Regions from separate parts of the Sus scrofa genome. Here all the other regions are linked to region 2. A link is a contact called in public Hi-C and HiChIP or PLAC-seq data. All regions are on one chromosome and are shown on one strand. Each heading gives the region's core, a stretch centred on a gene start, on an enhancer-like site or on the middle of the called end of the contact. The rest is flanking DNA. Distances are from core to core; before and after follow the strand shown. Region 1 has its middle 110 kb from the start of LITAF. Region 2 holds the start of LITAF (lipopolysaccharide-induced tumor necrosis factor-alpha factor). Region 3 overlaps LITAF (lipopolysaccharide-induced tumor necrosis factor-alpha factor).

Region 1 (2,709 bases), core at 98-2,597, 110 kb after region 2:
AGAAAGAGGACCAGGTACGCATTTCTTAACATGAAAGAAGCCAGTTTTGGAATTCCCGTCATGGCGCAGCGGAAATGAATCCGACTAGGAACCATGAGGTTTTGGGTTCGATCCCTGGCCTCGCTCAGTGGGTTAAGGATCTGGCATGGCCGTGAGCTGTGGTGTAGGTCACAGACGTGGCTCAGATCTGGTGTTGATGTGGCTCTGGCCTAGGCCGGCAGCTACAGCTCCAGTTAGACCCCTAGCCTGGGAACCTCCACATGCTGCGGGTGTGGCCCTGAAAAGACCAAAAGACAAAAAAAAAAAGAGAGAGAGAGAGAGAGAGGAAGAAGGAAAGAAGCAAGTTTGGCCTAGGTCATTCTGTAGTCTAAGCCTGGCCAAAATGCTTGCCCGAGTACATTCACATTCTGATCCCCCAAACCTGTGGATGTTATGGTCTGTGGCAAAAGGGTCTTTGCACAGGTGATTAAGGTGAGAACCTTGAGGTGGGGAGGGTCGCCGGGATTATCCAGGTGGACCCAACATCCTCACAGTGGTCCTTAAAAGAGGGAGGCAGGGAAGTCAGACCTGTAAACAATGGCTTGGGATAGAACGCGATGGAAGAAAAGGAACGTCCATGTCTGTATGACCAGGTCCCTCTACTGTGCAGCAGGAGCTGGCACCGCACTGTAAATCAACTTTATGTTCATTTAAAACATTCTTTCCTTGAAACAACAAAAAATTCTTTCATTGAAACAACACAACAAAATTCTTTCATTGAAACAACAAAATTCTTGCATGGAAACAATTCTTTCATTGAAACAACACAACAAAATTTCATTGAAAGAACACAACAAAATTCTTTGAAGCAACAAAATTCTTTCATTGAAACAACAACAATTAACAAAATTCTTTCATTGAAACAACAATAAATTCTTTCATTGAAACAACAACAATTAACAAAATTCTTTCATTGAAACAGCAACAAAATTCTTTCATTGAAACAGCAACCGTATTGGAGGAGAAGGGGCGTGTGCCAGGACTGAAGCAGAGACAGAAGGGATGAACTTGAAGACAGAGGAAGGAAGGGACCACAAGCCAGAGGGGAGGAAGCCTCCGGGAGCTGGAAAAGGCAGGGAGATTTTTTTCTCCTCTCGGAGCCTCCAGAGGGAATCTGCCTGACCAGCACCTTGGTTTTTAGCCCAGTGCGAGATCCTTGGCAGACTTGTGACCTCCAGAACTGTGAGACTAAATGTGTGTTGTATTAGTTAAGTTCCTGGTGACTCATCATCACAGCAGCCGTAGGAAATGAACACACAGGAACCCTTAAAAGCAGAGAACTTTCTCTGGCTGGAGGCAGAAAGGTGTCCCGGAAGGAAAGACTCAGAGCATGGGAGGGGCTTTGAGAAAGGCCTGGAAGGAATGTGGGCAGCCTATGGGGGAGAGGGGGAGGGAAGCCAGCGTCCCAGCTGGAAACGGAGACCTCAGTTCTGCAATCTTTCCTGAGGAACGGAGTTCAGCCAACCATCTGAATGAGCTTGCAAGCCCATCCAATCCTGTGAAATAAAATTCTTCGTTTATGGCAAGACAAGAAAAATGTCAACATGAAAATTCTCCCACCCCTTGGCCTCCTCTCTCTGGTGTTGTGCTTTCTGTATCTGTGTTATGCACGGACCCCACCTCTCCCATCAGCAGGAATACCTGCTCCACCACAAAGAGCAACCTTCTCCCAGCATCAACAAGATAACTCCTGGAGTTCCCGTCGTGGCTCAGTGGTTAACGAATCCGGCTAGGAACCATGAGGTTGTGGGTTTGATCCCTGGCCTTGCTCAGTGGGTTAAGGATCCGGCATTGCCGTGAGCTGTGGTGTGGGTCACAGACGTGGCTCGGATCCCGCATTGCTCTGGTGGTGGCTACAGCTCTAATTAGACCCCTAGCCTGGGAACCTCCATATGCTGTGGGTGCAGCCCAAGAAATGGCAAAAAGACCAAAAAAAACCCCAAGATAACTCCTGCAAAGATAATCTTCCTTCTTGATCGCATGTGGGGTCACATGACGTACCACGATGACGTGTAATCTGGATCATGTGCACTGTTCATAATACATCATTTGATACATAACCCTCTGTCTCAAGAAACTTAGATAGCCGTGCCTTTACGTCTAAGAAAGAGGTGGAACAGTTCTTAGCGCTTTCAGAGATGCTCTTCCTGGATTATAATCCTCAAATTTTCCTTGAGTAAAACTGTCCATTTCTTTCTTTTTTTGGGCTGCCCTGCGGCATCTGGAGTTCCTTGGCCAGAGATCAGATTTGAGCCACGATTGCAACCGATGCTGCAGCTGTGGCCATGCTGGATCCTTAACCCAATGTGCCAGGCCAGGGATTGAACCTGTGTCCCAGAATGCCTGAGAGGCCACCGATCCCATTGCACCACAGCAGGGACTCCCATTTTTTCCTTCGATTGGCTGATTTTTTTGTTGTTGTTTTTCTTGGGGACAATCCCTAGAGCCTCCAGAAAGGAATGCAGCCATTGCTGGATTACATAGATGGCATGAGTAAGCACCCAGTGGAATAGTATGCAGCTGAGAAAAGAACAAGTCAGATCTGTGATCTTTGTCAAAGGGAAAATGTCACAGCGTTGTGTGTTTGAGGTCACTGTTGTATGCAAAAAGAAAAGACAGAAGGAAAAGAGGAAATACAGGTATTGGCTTGTCAATGTGTAAAATTCCCTG
Region 2 (2,700 bases), core at 154-2,653:
GTTGCTGCTGTGGCCTGGGCTCGATCTAGGGCCTGGGAACTTCCACAGGTCGCAGGCATGGCCAGAAAAAAAAAGGCAAACACTCAAGTGGCAGCAAGGGATATGTCTATCAACGAATGAAGAGACATAGCATGTGGTCTATTATTACAGTGGAGTATCATTCAGCCTTAAAGAGGAATGTAGCCTGGCTACGTGTTACAACACAGATGAAACTTTTTTTTTCTTTTTGTCTTTTTGCCATTTCCTGGGCCGCTCCCGCGGCATATGGAGGTTCCCAGGCTAGGGGTCCAATCAGAGCTGTAGTCACCAGCCTACACCAGAGCCACAGCAACTCGGGATCCGAGCCGCATCTGCAACCTACATCACAGCTCACGGCAATGCCGGATCCTTAACCCACTGAGCAAGGCCAGGGATCGAACCCTCAACCTCATGGTTCCTAGTCGGACTCGTTAACCACTGAGCCACGATGGGAACTCCAACACAGATGAATCTTGAAAACACGCTGAGTGAGAGAAGCTGGTCCCCAGAGACCGCAGATTGTACGATTCCATTTACACGAAACATTCGGAATAGGCAAATTCATCAAGAGGGACATTAGTTCGTGGTTGCCAGGGCTGGGATGAATTGGGGGAAAACAGCAGTGGGGGGCCATTGCGAGGGGGTCTGGGCTTTGAGGCAGGGTGATGATAGTGTTGTAGAATGGATTGTGGCGATAGTTGCACTGTTCTAGAAATATACGAAAAGCCGTGGGATTGTACACTGGGAATTGTGTGTGACGTCTCTCTTGGCTGCTCCTCTTTCCAGCCCTGTGCCAGCTCAGCTCCCTGGGCAGCCCTGAGCACAGGGGTCCGCCCCCCCCAATTTCCCACCTGGAGGATGCAGGTGTTGAATCAGGTACATTCTGAGGCTACATCCAGCGCCAAGAGCTTATGATTTTGTTTTGACAGATGGTTACGTTTTCACCAGAGCCACCTGCCCACAGAGACCTGGGATAATAGAGGCCAAAGGTGGCCCATCAGCTCAGAAACCTGTAATTCCGCACATGCCCAACCATCCACAGGGACCGGAAGGAGCCGAGCAGACGCCAGCGGAAACCCACAGATGTTTGCAATTGACAACAGACCCATCAGCAGATGTCCTTAAAGAATTTGCCGGCACCTGCTGCCTGTTTACCAATGCTCCCTCCGTGAAGTTCACCTTCAGCTCACGGTGACCACCGCCACCGCCGCCGCCACTGGGGCCCCAAGTCGGGGATGCCTAGCTCGGGTGGCCCCTTGCTCTAGCCCCCAAGGACAGTCACTTGACCTCTCTGAGCCAGAGATGCTGCATGTGTGAAGGAGAAGTGGTAACGCTCACCTCCTAGGATGGCGGTGACGATTCGAAATGAAAACGTCTAGGGCCCTTGGCGTGGGGTCAGCTCCAGGTAGGTGCCCGGTCAGTGGCAGCTGTTGTGATTCCTCACCTCTTAGCCTCCGTTTCCCCAGCTGGGTTTGGACAGGGCTTATCTAGATCAGTGGTTCTCAGTTGGGGGTGATTTTACCCCCCAGCTGTGGGGCAAGGGAAGCTGCTGGCATCAGGTGGCGTCGGAGATGCTGCCAACGTCCGACAGGGTGCAGGACAGCCACGCACAGCGGGGGATTGTCCAGCCCCAAATGTCCACATGATCTGTATTAAGAAACCCTGGACTAAGTTCATCTCTGCGTTTCCCTCGCAGTAGAGGAAGTTTGGGTTGGGTCTGTGTTGCCTTGTGCTGGGAGGGGTCTGGAGCATCCAGGCTTTCAACCCGGACGTGGCCCCGTAGACTGGACCTCGGGCCTGGGACACTTCCTCCCAGGAGGCAAAGAGGCCCCTCAGCCTCAAAGCCTCATGTGGGGACCTTGTTCCTGTTTCAGGCCCAACGTGTGCATGTTTGTCTGGCTTAAGTGTGTGCATGTGTCACGGGGCGCTTGGCCAGCCTCACTGCTGTATTGTCCCCTGTGGGGAGGGGACAGGGTCCTGTGTTCAGTGACACAGGAGGGGTGCATGGATCAACTGCTGGGAGAGACCCGCTGGCCGTGGGGGACCGGATAGAGCTATTAGTATGTGGTGTATTGTCTGTTTCCCGCCCCCGCCTCATACGTCAGTCAACTACCAATGACTGTATGATGGTTGCACAGCTCTGAATGTACTAAAAATCATTGAAATGTACACTTTAAATGAGTTGATTGTAGGGTGTGTGAATTATATCTCAATGCATCTGTTAGAAAAAAAAAAAAGTGGATTCCAAGGTGCTTAGCTGAGCCAGGTTGTATTCAGGGTATTTCCTTAAAAGCCACACGTTTGGCCTCCAGGGGGCTGTGTTCGGCTGGTGAGACTTCGACATTTTTCCTTCTGTGCTGCTTGCAGTTACCTAGATTCCTTCATCTGCCTGTCTCCCATCCGGCGCCAAGATATCACGTGATCTCCATATGCTGCCTCAAGTTGCCAGGGTGCCTCGGCTGTGTCCCCATCCGCCTCCAGGCCATCCATTCCTCAGAATCAGTCTCTCACTCCAGCTGCGGTTACTCTTGCGAAGAGCCTCCGGGGGGAGTGTCCATTGTGGCTCAGTGGATTAAGAACCTAACTGGTATCCATCAGGGTGCGGGTTTGATCCCTGTCCTCGCTTAGTGGGTTAAGAATCCAGCATTGCCTGAGGCAAGCTGTGTAAGTCACAGACATGGC
Region 3 (2,730 bases), core at 88-2,587, 81 kb after region 2:
CTGCAGAGCCCGCCCCAAGCACCCAAGATTCTCAAGGCTGTGCTTTCTGTGGCAAAACTGCGGCTTGGCTGTTCTGTTAAACTCAGAGATGCTGTCCTGTGGTTTCCAGGGTGTCCCAGAAAAAGGGACACAAGTCTTATTAGATGGGATCTTGCACACAGGTGGCCTGCTCTTGAGTGATGCAGATGCGTGATGCAGATGGAAAATGAGCGATGGAGAGAGAGAGAGAGAGAGAGAGAGAGAGAGAGAGAGAGAGAGAGAGAGAGAGAGAGAAAGAGTGTGTGTGTGTGTGTGTCTGTGCCTGTGTGTTTGTGTCCGAATTCGGGCTGTTCTTAAGAGTTTCACGTGGCAGGAGTGAGGGGTGGGTGGAAGCCATTTGAACAGATCCTTTCGGAAAGGGTGGCTGGGTGGGCCTCCTGCCCCTGGGGGAACCAAATTAAAAAGAAATGAGGGGGGGAGGGAAAAAAAAAAGAAATGGGCTGACTGAAGTGGCATTTCCGGGCCTGGGGCCTGGGGGAGGGCAGGCTGTGGAATTTATTTAGAAAGCTTGCAAAGCAGCTGGTTATATATATTTTTTTCCTCTCTCTCTCTTTTTTCAAACCTTTCCCGCTTGTTGCTCATGTTCTTTTCAGCGTTATGAGCATGTTTATGGGGCTGTTTGATCCACAAGCAATGTTCCCAAAAGGCAGTGTCCTGAAGTTCCAGAACACAGGATGTGAGCCCAAGAAAGTTGATGATGGTCCATAAAACGGGGGTGGGGTGTTAATTTCCTTCCAGAACCAGAAGCTCAGACCCTTCCTTCCTTCTAGATGTCTCGGGAGGTTGCCCTCCTGACCCCCCCAGCTTCCTAACACCTGTGCATTAGTTCTCAGCAACACAGCCTCTGGCTGGGTTCCTTCCCTTTTGCGGGAAAGGGCCAATGGTTTGACCCAAACTATCTGCAGAATGTTGGGTGCCCCAAGCCCCTCTCTTTTGCCTCCCAAAGCCCTCCCTTCGCAACCACGGCAAACTGCTCTTTGAGGCTTTCTGGCCGCCCGACACTTTTTGCTCTTCTGTTTTTTTTTTTTTTTTTTTTTCCTGTGACTCAGTTTTCATCATACATCGTGGCAGCAGCTCTGGGTCAGCCCTTCCTGAGACAGGAAGGGCCAGTGAGTCTGTGACGTTGCACTCAGAGGTCACCTGGCTGAAGTCTCCTGGGGCCCAGGCCGCAGATGGGGGTGGGGATGGAGCCCCCGCGGGCCGGGAGGGGACAACAGCCAGCCTCAGAGGGGAGCCTGGTAGGGAGGTGTCCTGGGCTGCTGTCTGCACCCTGTCTTGCCTCCTGCCTCTGCCCCTTCCTTTCCTGTTGTGTCAGAGGACACTGACACAGTCATATACCTTAACCGCGCTTCAAAGTCAGTCTCAGTTTGAAACCGTGAACCCGTGTCGCAAAGACGTCCAGGGTCTTGTTAACCCATGTGTGGTTACCCTTCTGTAGCCTGGTAATGCAGACACCCCACTCCGCCCCAACCCGCCCACACCTAGGGGCTTTGCTTCGTGTTTCTGGAACAGCTCTGCCTCGTCTTTGCTGTCCAAGGTTGGGCCTTTCCTCTTCTCTGTAACCTTCCATGGCTCCCGTTGCTCCATAGCATTGCTGTCCCGTAAAACCAGAAAGCAAGCCACACAGGCGATGTAGCACTGTCTGGTACCCACATTTTAAGAAGTAAAAACAGGCACTCCCGTTGTGGCGCGGTGGTTAACGAATCCGACTGGGAACCGTGAGATTGCGGGTTCGATCCCTGGCCTTGCTCAGTGGGTTAAGGATCCGGCGTTGCCGTGAGCTGTGGTGTAGGCCACAGACAAGGCTCAGATCCCTCGTTGCTGTGGCTGTGGTGTAGGCAGGCAGCTATAGCTCCAATTTGACCCCTAGCCTGGGAACCTCCATTTGCCACAGGTGTGGCCCTAAAAAGCAATAATAAAAATAGTAATAGTAATAATAATAATAATAAATTACTTAAATATAATTGAACAATTCAGATCCTCTGTCCATTCCAAGTGCTCAGCAGTCTCGTGGGGCTGCCGGTGACCATATTGGACAGCCCAGACTATCCTTCTGGAAGGTTCCATCAGACAACACAGGCTTACAGAATGAGGTCCGAACATCTCTGAGGGGCTTTTGAAATTTTCAAGCACCCAGCCCCAAGCTATCTAGCATTATTGATTGGTTTTGTTTTTTGCAGATTGATTTTCCTGTGCCTGTCTTTGCCCTGGAAAGCCCCTTCATCTCTTTCCATAGAGGAATCTCCTCTTTGAGGCCGGGCTGGAAGGCTCAGCGTCCCCGCAGGACGCTCCCCTTCTCCCCACAGCAGAATGGACTGCTGCCTCCGATTCTGTGGGTTCTAGAAGAGGAGGTAGCGTGCGTGGGAAGCGGTGGCAGGCCTGTCCGACTGTGATCCACTGTCGTCAAGCCCCGTTTCTCCTGAGACAGGTTTCAGTGGATCGTCTAACACACGGCGGTAGCCCTGCCCCGTTGGAAAAACAGAACCAGACAAAGGACGGCACTGTGTCCTTCGCCAGTGGCCCAGGGGCTGCGGAGCCTGGAACCGCAGACAGGAACACACCCCGGGTCCAGGCGGTGTAATTCTAGGCAGGCACAGCTCTGCCGGGGCAAAAAAAAAAACCTTTTCTTTGCCTTCACAAAAGGACACGTGTGCCTGGCCATTCTGATTCTTATTTTTAAAAATGAGAACT

Evidence for each region. A called contact is a pair of places that touch in the nucleus more often than the background predicts. HiChIP or PLAC-seq counts read pairs in DNA pulled down with a chosen protein or histone mark.
Region 1: a contact with region 2 is called in a Hi-C map of embryonic fibroblasts, with 4 times the contacts expected there. The contact joins the enhancer-like site here to the promoter of LITAF in region 2. A contact is called at or near these places in 3 of 5 promoter capture datasets (fetal liver, liver and skeletal muscle), 31 of 47 Hi-C or Micro-C datasets (adipose tissue, alveolar macrophages, blood and 16 more) and 2 of 2 datasets of contacts at active chromatin or transcription factors (alveolar macrophages and skeletal muscle).
Region 3: an H3K27ac HiChIP or PLAC-seq map of alveolar macrophages shows a contact between it and region 2. The contact joins the enhancer-like site here to the promoter of LITAF in region 2. A contact is called at or near these places in 5 of 47 Hi-C or Micro-C datasets (blood, embryonic fibroblasts, epiblast stem cells and 1 more) and 2 of 2 datasets of contacts at active chromatin or transcription factors (alveolar macrophages and skeletal muscle).

What each region holds. Positions count from the first base shown.
Region 1 is chr3:31,593,269-31,595,977 of Sscrofa11.1, forward strand. No RefSeq gene overlaps it. Among named protein-coding and RNA genes, the nearest start is that of LITAF, 110 kb to the left of the region's middle. Within about 2 kb of position 1,348, at least 25 of the 83 cell types and tissues checked have an H3K27ac peak or open chromatin away from gene starts, as enhancers often do. A contact at or near this core is called in adipose tissue, embryonic fibroblasts, epiblast stem cells and 2 more, where this site is marked.
Region 2 is chr3:31,481,202-31,483,901 of Sscrofa11.1, forward strand. It overlaps LITAF (lipopolysaccharide-induced tumor necrosis factor-alpha factor), which reads left to right and starts at 1,404. Exons shown (of 4, transcript XM_021086604.1): 1 at 1,404-1,423.
Region 3 is chr3:31,562,209-31,564,938 of Sscrofa11.1, forward strand. All of the region lies in intron 1 of LITAF (lipopolysaccharide-induced tumor necrosis factor-alpha factor), which reads left to right. Among named protein-coding and RNA genes, the nearest start is that of LITAF, 81 kb to the left of the region's middle. Within about 2 kb of position 1,338, at least 39 of the 83 cell types and tissues checked have an H3K27ac peak or open chromatin away from gene starts, as enhancers often do. A contact at or near this core is called in alveolar macrophages, omental adipose tissue and skeletal muscle, where this site is marked.